Linked DNA regions of Mus musculus: region 1 is linked to region 2. The links are chromatin contacts, called in public Hi-C maps. All regions are on one chromosome and are shown on one strand. The core of a region is the stretch at or near the end of the contact, and the rest is flanking DNA. Distances in the headings are between cores, read along the strand shown.

What was found. Hi-C and Micro-C count contacts between places; a contact is called where the count stands out from the background.
Region 1: a Hi-C map of uterus shows a contact between it and region 2, with 3 times the contacts expected there. The contact joins two enhancer-like sites. A contact is called at or near these places in 2 of 484 Hi-C or Micro-C datasets (muscle stem cells and uterus).

The regions. Positions count from the first base shown.
Region 1 is chr13:29,189,085-29,195,217 of GRCm38.p6, forward strand. It overlaps a transcript of Cdkal1 not described here. Among named protein-coding and RNA genes, the nearest start is that of A330102I10Rik, 180 kb to the left of the region's middle. Within about 2 kb of position 3,762, at least 3 of the 459 cell types and tissues checked have an H3K27ac peak or open chromatin away from gene starts, as enhancers often do. A contact at or near this core is called in uterus, where this site is marked.
Region 2 is chr13:28,754,067-28,759,868 of GRCm38.p6, forward strand. All of the region lies in intron 3 of 2610307P16Rik (RIKEN cDNA 2610307P16 gene), which reads right to left. Among named protein-coding and RNA genes, the nearest start is that of Mir6368, 46 kb to the left of the region's middle. Within about 2 kb of position 3,570, at least 286 of the 459 cell types and tissues checked have an H3K27ac peak or open chromatin away from gene starts, as enhancers often do. A contact at or near this core is called in uterus, where this site is marked.

The DNA.
Region 1 (6,133 bases), core at 2,512-5,011, 440 kb after region 2:
GTGGTTAATGAGAAAGAGCCTCCAGCATGCTGCTGTGTGCATTAACAGGCTACTCAAAGAGTTGATATTATTATTAATTGTGACTGGCCAATATTAGGGTAAAGTTACAGCCAATTTCACATAGCAAGGAGCTCTATAAGACTGTGGAAGTATGCTTTATTTCCTCAGAGTTTTCTCCTTTCTTATCCCCAACTCTATCATTCATTTATAATCCATTTTGGTGGGTCAACATATCAACCCATCCATTCCTGATCTCTTTACTAAACATTAGATTTGAATACAAAGAAATTCTGGGCAAGATATGGAGTCAAGGGGGGGGCACTGTTGAGATGTTGTGTAATTACACACAAATGCACACACACACACACAGAGAGAGAGAGAGACAGAGAGAACACTAAAAATAATAGTTCATTGACCATACAGGAGTGGGAAACTATCTATATTTGACGACCTCCAACTGTCATTTATTTCTGGTAGACAATCATGCCTCCTACTGTTTTAACCCAGTTTTAAAAAATTATTTTACACACTTCAGTGGCAGCTTGCCTGTCACAAGCCACTTTTATTGCCATGATATATTTCATGATAGATTTGTGGCTGCTGGGGACATCTTTAGGGGATAACATGGTTTAATGGTTAAGTCTCAGTGAGTAAATATGTAAGCACCAACATGTCACATGATACTCACACAGTGTCTGTGGACATTCAGTTCATGTGTGGGTACATATGCACACATATATGTATAGAGGTCAGGAGTCAACCTTGGTGTTTTTCCTCAGGTGACATTCTCTTGTTTTTAAAGACAGAATCTCTCACTGGTTTGTAACTTGGCCAGTAGGTTAGGGTGGCTGGCCAGTAAGCTCCAAGGAGCTGCTACTCGCCTCTGCCTCTCCAGTGCTGACACTATTAACACGCATCACCACGCTTGGCTTCTTACATAGGTTCTGGTGTAGGTGCTCACGGTCCCATGGCAAGCACTTGACCTTCTGAGTGTCTTCCTAGACCTGAGCAGAGACTTGTCAGCTCCTAAAGAATTCAGGCCAAATTCCAACATTTTCTTTGTTCCTTCACAGTGTGGAGTTCCCTCAGAAGCCTTGATGATATACTCTGAAAAGTGGGGCACATTATTAGTTACTTTTCTCAAGTTCAGAGGAAAGGCTTTGGAATATCAGGAAAGTTCATGACAGCGGGCTTGCAGGGACACGCAGAAGCATGGGATGGGTCTGATAAGGAGAACACAGACCTATTGCGTGGAGGACAGTATAATACATGTCTGTGAAACTTTGGAAAGTCTTGAGATCCATGCAGAAGACCAGGCCATTGGCCTCTACATTGTTATGGGATGTCTGTGGCCCTGCAGGATTAAATGGGCATAGTGTTAATTAGCTAGTCTGATCCCAAGTCATGATCTTTACTCTCTTGTTTCTATGAGTTTCTAGAATTTTTAGGGCCAAGAGGTAAGTTTTCACTTGCAAGAACAGTTCTTAGGAGAGAAAGGACATTGAAATGTCACTGTGACTGAAGCACGTCAGCCTTTGCTGTTATAAACATAATCACAGCCCTCACACCCAAGCCAAGTGGGGGAGAAGCCTAGAAAAGCATGAGGTGTCTTAAGTGCTCACTTAGAGATGCACTCTACAAATAGCTCGGCAAGCATTCCTCAGTGGAGAGCTATATGGACACCAGATGCTGTTAGCAGCTCGTGACCTGGGAACCAGGAATAGGCACCGTAGCAATACACATTAATCCAGCTACAGCCTTCAGGCCCCCTCGTAGTCTCAGTGAGAGCATTCTTCTCTCCGGGGTGGATGCCTTCTGGTTCTTGCTGTTTGTATTCTTAGGCTGTGAGCATGAAGCAAGCGGGTTGAGTTTATGCTACTAAGCTCTAGAAAATTAGTAAAATGAATGTTGGGATGCAGATTCTCTGGGTATTTTAACTATCATGATCCCTTAGTAGAACACCTAAGGGTGAAATGTTTGGAAATGTCACTGTGATTTTCCATATTTGTTCATCTTTCAACAATTGATCTGGTATATGACTATTTGTTTCTAGTCCCTAGCGTGTTCTCTCTCTCTCTCTCTGTCTCTCTGTCTCTCTCTCTGTCTGTCTCTCTCTATCTCTGTCTCTCTGTCTCTCTGTCTCTCTCTCTCTCTCTCTTTCTCGGGTGGGAGTCAAAGGATAACTCTTGGAGGTCCTGGGAATTGAACTCAGGTCATTAGGCTTGGTGGCAATCACCTCTTCCCGTTGAGCTACCTCACCTGTTTCCTAACGTTTTCAAGAACCTCACACAGACACCACCCTTTCAGCGGTAACTCACAAATGGTGGGTTTACATTAAACTGCCACAAAGCTTCTTCTAAACGCCTGGAGTTGCATGTTCTTTGACTTCTCCTTTTAATTATGGTGGACTGGGAACTTTTCCAGATTTTGTGACATGTACCCAGGCATGTTAATCGTCCAAGTTACCATCGGGAGAAGGTTTGTTGCAAGTTATCATCAGGAGAAGGTTTGTGCAGCACCTTCACCGTTTTGCTGGTGCTCTCCTGGGTGAGCAGGATGGAGTTATCCCCAGCCAAGGATCAGGCCAGGGCTTTATCCATGTGTACCACATGACAGAGTCATCGCTGTCACTCCGCTTCCCATAGATACAACACGTCCTTGACTATATATTATCCTTTATTACAAGTCAGGGGTCAGCACATTTTTGTTTTTCTTTCTGTTTTCCAGTGAACAGCCAAACAGCAAACACTTTGGGGGGTCTCTACAAACCACACAGGAAAAAGCACATTTTGTTCCTTGCCAGTTGCAACTGCCTTTGCCTTTCACTTTCCTGGGAGGAATTGTTCATCTGCTTCAATTGTTCAGCTCTGCCACTGCAGCCCATCCTTAGGCATAGATGATGTGTAAATAAACGAGCATGGCTGTGTTCTAATAAAACTTTATTTATAAAACAAAGCCATGGACCAGCTTTACTGAAAAGGCTGTAGTAAGCTGGCTCTTTGTATCTATGGCATATACATATATAAATTAATATTTTAATAGCCCATTACTTTGCTTATTATTACTAATTATTATAGTGTGTATGATGTGTGATTGGAGAATAGACACACATGTGTGGATGGCAGAGGACAGCTCTAAAGAGTCAGTGTCCTTTAGGTCCCAGGGGTCAAGCTCAAGTCATCAGGATTGTGTGGCAAGAGTTTATGTGCTGTGCCCTCTCACTGGCCCCTGTCATTATCTTAGAGCTGTTGGCATTGGCATTTATTTCTCACTGCATGACAGACAGATCGGACCAGTGTAGTGTAGAGTCATTCTATATGTAGATAATGGAGACTCATTGATATCTTCCTGATAGGATCAATCAGAAAGTGAGTGGAGACACAGACACAGCCTCTTAGATCCAATGTTTGCTGTTGTGTCAGTGTTTTCCAGAACACGTCTCTCTCCGTGTAGCTGGCAAGAAAAAAGACATTCTGGAGTCACATGTGTTTGAGAAACTCCACATGACCCGAGCTTAAGAAGGCCTTCTGTGTTTGTTATGAATCCCCAAGTAGGGATTAAAGTCTGATAAGTTTTCCAAACATTTTGGATGCCAGATCATTTTAAGGTTCTCATCAAAGAAGCTCTTAGAACCCATGCTTCTCACATTGGCTTCTGGAAAAACCTTCACTGAGCAAAACCACAAACTACAGAGAGGTCATTCAGGGAAGAAATACCAACCTGAAGCCCTGGATTAGACAGAGCACAGGTTCTGATCAGGCCTTGACCCAGTGAAGTGACAACTGACAGGACCTGTCACATCCTAGGCCCGAGTTCAGTCAAAGTCTCCGCACATAACTGCCTCTGCTGTTTTTCCTTCTAAGAGGAATTGCTAATCTGATTGGTGACCGTCCAAATGGAAGGTTGGCCTTTTTCTCTAATAACTTCTTCAGTGGAGGACATAGGCTCTGGCTGAGATGCAACACACAGTTTGGTTGAAGTTCATATTTCATGAAGAAACACTTCTTTTTATGATGTCAAGTGCAGGCTGTTTTATTTGAGTCAATCAAAGAACTTCTATCCCTGGAGAAACATTTTGGTAATGTTTTGAAGGCATTATGACTGGGAACCCAGAGATACCTGTGCCATAACTATGAACATTTCACCTCCCTACAGGATTTCGCAGTGAGGATGACCAGGAAATAGTACCATCATGCTCTTACCAATTAAAATCCACATTACTGGTGACACAAGTGTTATCAAACTCGAACAATGGCTTCTTTGACAAAACCAGATAGGAGTCCGCACACAGTTGAGGCCCACAGACTAAGTGAGGCCTTCACTTCACCCTTATCACCAAACCCATGGGTACAGCCCACAAACTCACGTCATGTGAGGATCTAGAGCCTAATACCATGGCTGACCCCCAAGGGATTCTGATTCAACTACTGAAGAAGTGTTGAACTTCTGTAGTTCCGTATCGTAAGTATAAAGACCTTCCTCCAGACCCACCACTGAGACCTGTGTAATGGTTCTGGACCAGGACAGAGGTGTGTTAATGGGGGTCGTGATGGAGAACTGTTTGGGTAGGAAGGAAGATTGCAAGTGAAGAGGAAAGGTGTCCCATCAGGCAGCTGGGGTAAATGGAGAAGTCAGTTGTGTAAGTTTCCATTGTGTTGCTATGACAAAGTGCCTGACAAAAGTGACATGAGTAAGGAAGGTTTACTCTGTCTCAACAGTGTAAGGTCACACTCAGTCACGGAGGAGAAGGCATGGTGGCAGGATCTTGTGGTAGCCGGTGGCACTGTGTCCACAATCAAGAAACAGAGAGAGAGAGATGGATGTTGCTGGTTCTCATTTCTCCCTTTTGTTTGGTCAGAGGCCCCATGGATAGTGCCATTCACACTCAGGGTGGGGCGTCCCTACTGTGTTAAAGTTTCCTGGAAAAAACTCTCACTGACACATCCAGAGGTGTGTTTCCATGGTGATACTAAATCCAGCTGAGTTGACAATGAAGAGTCACTAGCATGTCATAGGGGCCACTCACTTTCACTGGGAACTTGTGTTTCACAGAGGAAAATCGCAACCACACTCAGCTCTACCCCCTTATGATGCTGGAGATGGTGGAAACACGCATGATGACGGAGCTACTGAAACAGCATCCCAGACTGTGTTCTAACGTGTTCCCGCCTTGAACCCCGCTGCAACATTGAAATGTTATCTCGGTTTCATTCCCCTTCTGGCTCCTTTGAGCATCTACAAGCTCAGGGCAGGGATCTGGGTTCCCAACTCACACAATTACATCGAGGGCTTTTTCTGTTTCTCTTTTTCCTTCCTTCCTTCCTTCCTTCCTTCCTTCCTTCCTTCCTTCCTTCCTTCCTTCCTTCCTTCCTTCCTCTCTCTCTCTCTCTCTCTCTCTCTCTCTCTCTCTCTTTCTTTCTTTCCTTTTTTTTAAGCAACTAAGTCAAAAGGCATAGCAGACTTTGAAGGGATGGAATGACCCAAAAACACCCCTCCCTGGAGTTGAACAAGCCTAGTCTAATTAACATTGCTACAGGGAGGCACTTAATTTTCCTAACAAACACATACCTCGCAAGACACTAAGCAGTAAACAAGTTCTAATAAGTGATCAACAGGCAGGGTTTCCAGCAGTTGCTTTTGGACGGTCAGGGTCTTGGGCTGTATTTTTTTCCATTATTAAAGCAGGCGGGGAAGGGGTGTTGGTGCAGGGAGAAGCTGGAAATTACTGCCAGAGCAGATCAGTTCCACTAAAAATGCCCCAAACAGCACTCTCTTCCCCTGCCCTGGAAATTATGTGGCTCGCTCCACCCTTCTAAATTACACTGTCCTGATAGGCTTTATTTTCCAACTAAATATACAGAATGGAGATATTACCTGATAATGTGACCTGAGCTGCTTTTGGCCAGTCTCATGTTTTTTTCCAATAACAGCACAAGAGTCTGGATGATGGGGCCTTTAGAATCAACAGCCAGCATGGCTTTGTCCTGTGTGAAAAGCGCGTTGCCAGCTTCTTGTACCTCAGAACAGAGATGAGCCCCAGGGGCTGTGGCTATAGCCTGGATGTGATTTTGCACAAATCACAGCCAAAGAAGGGGCGTGTACATATATCACATTTGAATTTTGTCCAATGTGT
Region 2 (5,802 bases), core at 2,320-4,819:
ATGTCAAGTACAGCTTGATCATTCCAGACAGTAAAGGCTTGAGCCAGCCACTGCATGTCGTATTCAAGAGAAAGCTGCTTTCTAGGTAGCACATTTTTGGTTAAAAAAAAACAAAACTAAAAAACAGCGATTTTAATTTGCCATAGTATATTTTATAGACATCTCTGAACAATTAAAAGCATGTATTGAGAACTGAAATTGCTCCTGCCTGGTTGCAATTTTTACTGCCAAATATGGGGTCCACAAGAAGCACTTAACTTTAAAGGTGACCTCTGCTTTCTGGTGATGAGTCATCGTCAAGTAAGCGTCACGGATAGTCTCCTGGGCAGTGAACAGTAGATATTTGGCAGTGGACAACTGAAGGAGATGGAGGAACAAGAAACCAGAAAAAAAGCAGAAGCATAATGGGAGTAGGGAAAAGGGAACTTCCTCTGAATCCAAGAAAAAGAAGAGCTGAGCGCTTCAGCAAAAGACGGAAATAAGTATTTAAAATGAAAGGCAGGGATGAGCTGGAGGCTCAAACCTGTTATCCTTTGTGTGGGAGGCAAAAACACAACTGTCATGAATTCAGGGCCAACCAGGGCTACATAGTAAGTTCCAGGGTAGCCTACATGGCAGAATAAGAACATTACATCATTATGAACAAAACTAACTCTAGTTGCTGGGTATGGTGGTACACACTTGTAATTACATACGAGGTGGATACAGGATAATCAGGAGTTCAAGGTCAGCCTCAGATACATGGTGAGTTCAGGGCCAGTCTGAGCTACCTAAAATCCTGTCTCAAAGAAAACTAAAAACAGGAGTAGGATTCACCACATTAAAGTAGAACTGGGAGAGTTCTCCTAGACTGAAAGTCTTATAGACACGAACAAACATAAAACAGTAATTCTTGAAGATTTAAAAAGTCTTTTAAGATTTGTCATGTGTATGTCTGTCTGTGTCTGTGTGTCTGTAATTGTGCCTATGTGTGCATGCTGTATATGTGTGTCTGTGTATGCGTGTCTGTGTCTATGTATAAATGTTATGTGTGCGTGTATCTACATATCATATGTGTGGGAGGTGACCACAGAGGACAAAAGAGGGTGTTGGGTCCCCTGGAAGAGCCACTTTCCACCCACTAAGGTTGTTGAATTCTCACACTCATTGAACCACGTCAGAAAGTAAAGTAGACAAGAGAGTCATTCCTCACTACCTCATTATATTTTAATAACGGTTACATGTTAGAAAGGGGGGAAAATAGGTGTTTGCTCACTGTGGAAAAGCTAAGGAGAGGGATCATGAAAAGAAAACACTTGTATGTGCCCGTGGCCTGCATTCAGCTACTGATCATATCCAGGTTCACATAAACGTACATGCTTTGCAGAGATAATGTTGCACATGCAGGCTCCCGTTTTCAATTATGCTTTCCAATCTAAATTTACAATGCTGCCTACCAAGGAAAGCAAGATCTCAGTGTTTAACATTTCCTCATAGACTTTCCACTTCCATACCTCTCTCTGTTGATAGAAGATAGAAATGTTGACCTTTTATATTAAACATGCTTTCTACATAGAGATTTCATGTGTGCATCAATAAATTAGAAACAAGTTTGCTCTACCTTGTTTCAATGCCTTTGGGTTGTTTGTTTGTTTGTTTTTTGAGAGTCTTATCTAGCCTGTGCTGTCCTCAAAGTCTGTATAATGTAGCTAAGGCTGCCCTTCGACTTCTGATCTTGGTGCCTCTACTGTGAAAGTGTTGGGATGACAGGAACGTGCCACGATACTGGGCCAAAGTGTATCTTTTAAGGTACCCACAAAATGCAGTGCACACACTGTGAAATTAATCACTGAAGTGACAGCTCTGGTCTGGAGAGAGAGAACTCAGCTGGTTAAGTGCTTTCTATGCAAACATGAAGACCTGAGTTCTATCCCAACTCACAAGAACAAAGCCAGGCATGGTGACAGGCCTCTGGAATTCTAGTGGCCAGGAAAAGGAGACAGGAGGATCCCTAGAGCTGGCTCTCCAGCTAATCTTGCTGAAGCAATGAGCTCCAGTTCACTGTCCCATGTTCAGTGGAACCACTACCTCAAAAATAAAGTGGAGGGGACTGCAGAGTAAAGAGACTGCCCTGGGGCTAAGAGCACGCAATGTGCCTGCAGAGACTGAGTTTTGTTCCCAGCACCTATGTCTGGTAGTTCATAAGTGCCTAACGACCACTCCAGGGAATCTGACATCTCTGGCCTCTGTGAGCACTGCACTTAAGAATACAAACTCATGCTCATGCATACACATCTATACATAATATAAAATAAATAAAAATGAATATTAAATCTAAAAAGTAATAATAATTAAAGAAGACACCAATAATAACCAGTCTCTGGCCTGTATGTACACTCGCATACACATGACCCCATACACATGCATACACACCATATACCACACACACAAAACAATAACAATAATAAGTAACCTCTATTACTAATAAGTAATGTAGACCAGAGTTGGAAGAGCCTGTGTTTAGCATACACAAGGCCCTGGGTTCTCCAAAAACAAAAACAAATAAATGTTATTAATTGGCCTTTTAAGTTCTACCATCCCAGGGCCCCAGACTCTGTGTCATGCTTTCATGCAAGAGCGTGAGAGTTACTTTGCTTCCTACAATACAGCTGAGGATGCTTTCTCGAGTTGTTCAAGCAAATACAAGCCACACATGGGGTATTAACAGAAAGAAAATATTGAAGGGGGATAACAGAACTGGTTAACCATGCCCTAAGGCCTCTACCACTAGTGAATTTTAGAGACATCTTAACTCACTACTCATAAATGTCCCTGAAAAAAAAAATATTCTCTCACGTTAAGTGGAGGAAGAGACACAGGTCAGGTTTAATAGAAGGCCAAGGGAAAGGGTCAACGCAAGAGCAAGAGTTCACAGTAAAGCCAGAGCAGAGGGGGGCCAGGCACAGCCTTTCGGATCTCAGACAAGACAGGGGAAGCCCTTCCCTCTGCAGCCTTCTCCTTTGCATCCGCCCTCACCTTCAGGTCTGAAGTAAACCTGAGCCAGGAGCCTCCTGGTGCAAGCAACCCTCTCAGAACTTAACAGTCTCAGGTTTTAAGCAACTCTTAGAGCCTCAAGGTCAGCTAGGGTACACACACACACACACACACACACACAAAGAGGAAAATAGGTCGGGAAACAAGAAAAAAGGAAACAAGTCACTTGGCAAACCAACCTCCACGGAGAATTAGCTTCTGAAAATCTTCTGAGCAAACAATTCACACCATAAAACAGCTGCTGCTTGCCATCTGCGGGTCCTAATCAACACACGCACATACACACACACACACACACACACACACACACACACACACACACATATATACTTCTGCCCAGTGGTACCCTGGCTCCTAGCTATTTCCTGTCCCCTTCAACCTCCTAAGCAATTCTTGGTCAAAAAAACGAAGTCACAAACTTACAGGCACTGACAGTGTTTTCCTAGGGTAGATTCTGTCCAAGACGTTATGACAGTAACAGAAAAAGAGCAAGCAGGCCTTCAAGTCCTGACGTCTGCTCACCACTTTCAAAAACTGGCTCCTGACCTTATTCTCACTTGGGTCCTTCAGGTCCAGTCGGTGAACTCTGGACCTTTACTGGACCAGATCAAATCATTTCTAGAACCACTGTACCACATTTTATTTAGTCTTTCTGTTCCTCTCCCCCAGCCTCAAACGAATGACTCTGTGCCAAAAAAAAAAAAGCGGGAGGGGGGAGAGAAAGAAAAAGTTGCTGTTTGAGAGAGTATCAGCATGCTTGATTCATGCCAAAGTTTACAGCATAGTTCTATCCTGAGCCACAGCGAGGATGGGCCGTTGTGGGGGAGGGAAATGGAGCCAGGCAGCTGTTTTTTCAATAAACTCTAGCAGAATCCCGCCCACTTCCTGCACTGGCTTCAGGGACCCCAGCAGAGAGGAGGAGGAGGCAGCCAGCGAGATCTTCCTCCTCCAAGACTCAGGCTACTGCCTCCCTGGCTCGGACCCTCCTGATCCACCCCTGAACCTCAGGAGGGCAGCCAGAGGGTTTGTCCCAGCTCCTTTGGATGTTTATTTCTGGTCTCCAACTCCCAGGAGAGTTTCACCTCCTCTCTCCCTAATCTTAGCCCTCCCCACGCTCCACCCTCCCCCGCCCGTGTATCCTAGCTCTGAGGCACACCAGGCATGACTGCAAAAGCAGGGAAGGGAAGGGAGTGCGTTTCTCATCCCACACCTTCCAAGAATATGCTGGCCTTCCCTCTCTGCAGCTGTGGTCATCAGTCCCTCGGCTCCTCAAGCCAGCCTTTCCTCAGGCAAAGCCTCTGAGTTCAGTTTCTTTTCTGGAGTGGGAAGGGAGGGCAGGAACATGAGAAGGCACGGAAAAGCTGCTGCGCCCACCAAGACCAAGCAAGCGGCTCAGTCAGCCCTAAAGCTTTAATTTGTTAACTTAGAAACCCCTGGGGCATTGCAATCAAAGGAGGGCTCCACCCAGCAACACCTCTGATTACTTTTTTCCCTTCTAGTGGGCAAGTAAAGAAGAGGGGAAATTAGGACAACCGTGTGCAAAACAGAACTACTCCATAACACGGACTTGGCTCTCACAAGGTCCAGATTACGGACTCAACACCTCCATGCCTGTCCAAATGGAAAGAGAAAATACTCAGGGTGCAACCTAGATCCAGCTGCCCAGACAGCCTGCCAACCAGAGCATCAGTAAACCCCAAATTGCTGCTCAGGCCCCAGATGGCTTTTTCATTCCTTCTTTCTTTTTAAAGTTCTTTAGGGTTTTCTAGTTCATACTGGTAAACTGACTCTTTCATATCCTGGTTTTAATATGCGCGAATCAATAAGCAACAAACCCTTGGTGTGAAAGGGTCTGGTATAAGCATAGAAGTTTATACACAGTGACTGTGCAAGAAAATCAATCTTTCTTTTAAAAAGTCTCAGATCTTTCATAAATGACTCAACAGTAACCAAAGAATGAAAATGATTATGTCATAGTTCTGTTAATGATTGAAATATAAATTAAAAAAAAAAATCAGGCTCGAGGAGATGGCTCCGTCCATAAAGTCCTTACTGAGCAAGGGCAAATATGATGTCCTCAGTCTGATCTCCAACACCCACATGAAAGACAGGCACAGCTGTGTGCTCCAGAAATCCAAGAGCTGGGGAAAGGAAGGTGGGAGGGCCCCAGGGCTCCCTAGCCAGCTAGCCTGGCTCAACTGGTGAGTTTGGGCTCCCAAGAAAAATCCTGTCTCAAAAAAGAAAAGGTGGGAAGCAACTAACAAAAACATTACTTTGACCTTTGACCCCAGGCACATGAATATAATCACCTACTCCCCGCCTCTCCCTCCCCCTCCCCTCTCTTCCCCCCCTCACCACACACACACACACACACTACATGAGTTGGCACATAACCAACCCTAGGTCACCCTGTATTTCCAAATAGAGAAATAGAGATCTCATATAGCCTAACTCACTGACTTCCATTTAAGTCAAACAAAAAAGGCTGAACTGTTTCAAAAGGCATGAAACACCAAAAGATAGGCAGTCTTTTATGATTTGGCCTAATATATCAATCACAATTGTTGGCATCAAAAATGGTATTTCTCAAAAAATATAGTCTCAAATAGATGATGCATACCCTTGCTACATACAACTCAGGTCCCACTGCACCCCCACCCCCACCGTGTATAACACTCAGAAACACTGTCTTTTCTCAAGCTAAAAGAAGTTAAGACCCAATAATGACAACTCAGAATTCCAAAGTACTGCTGCGCTCTAAATGAAGAA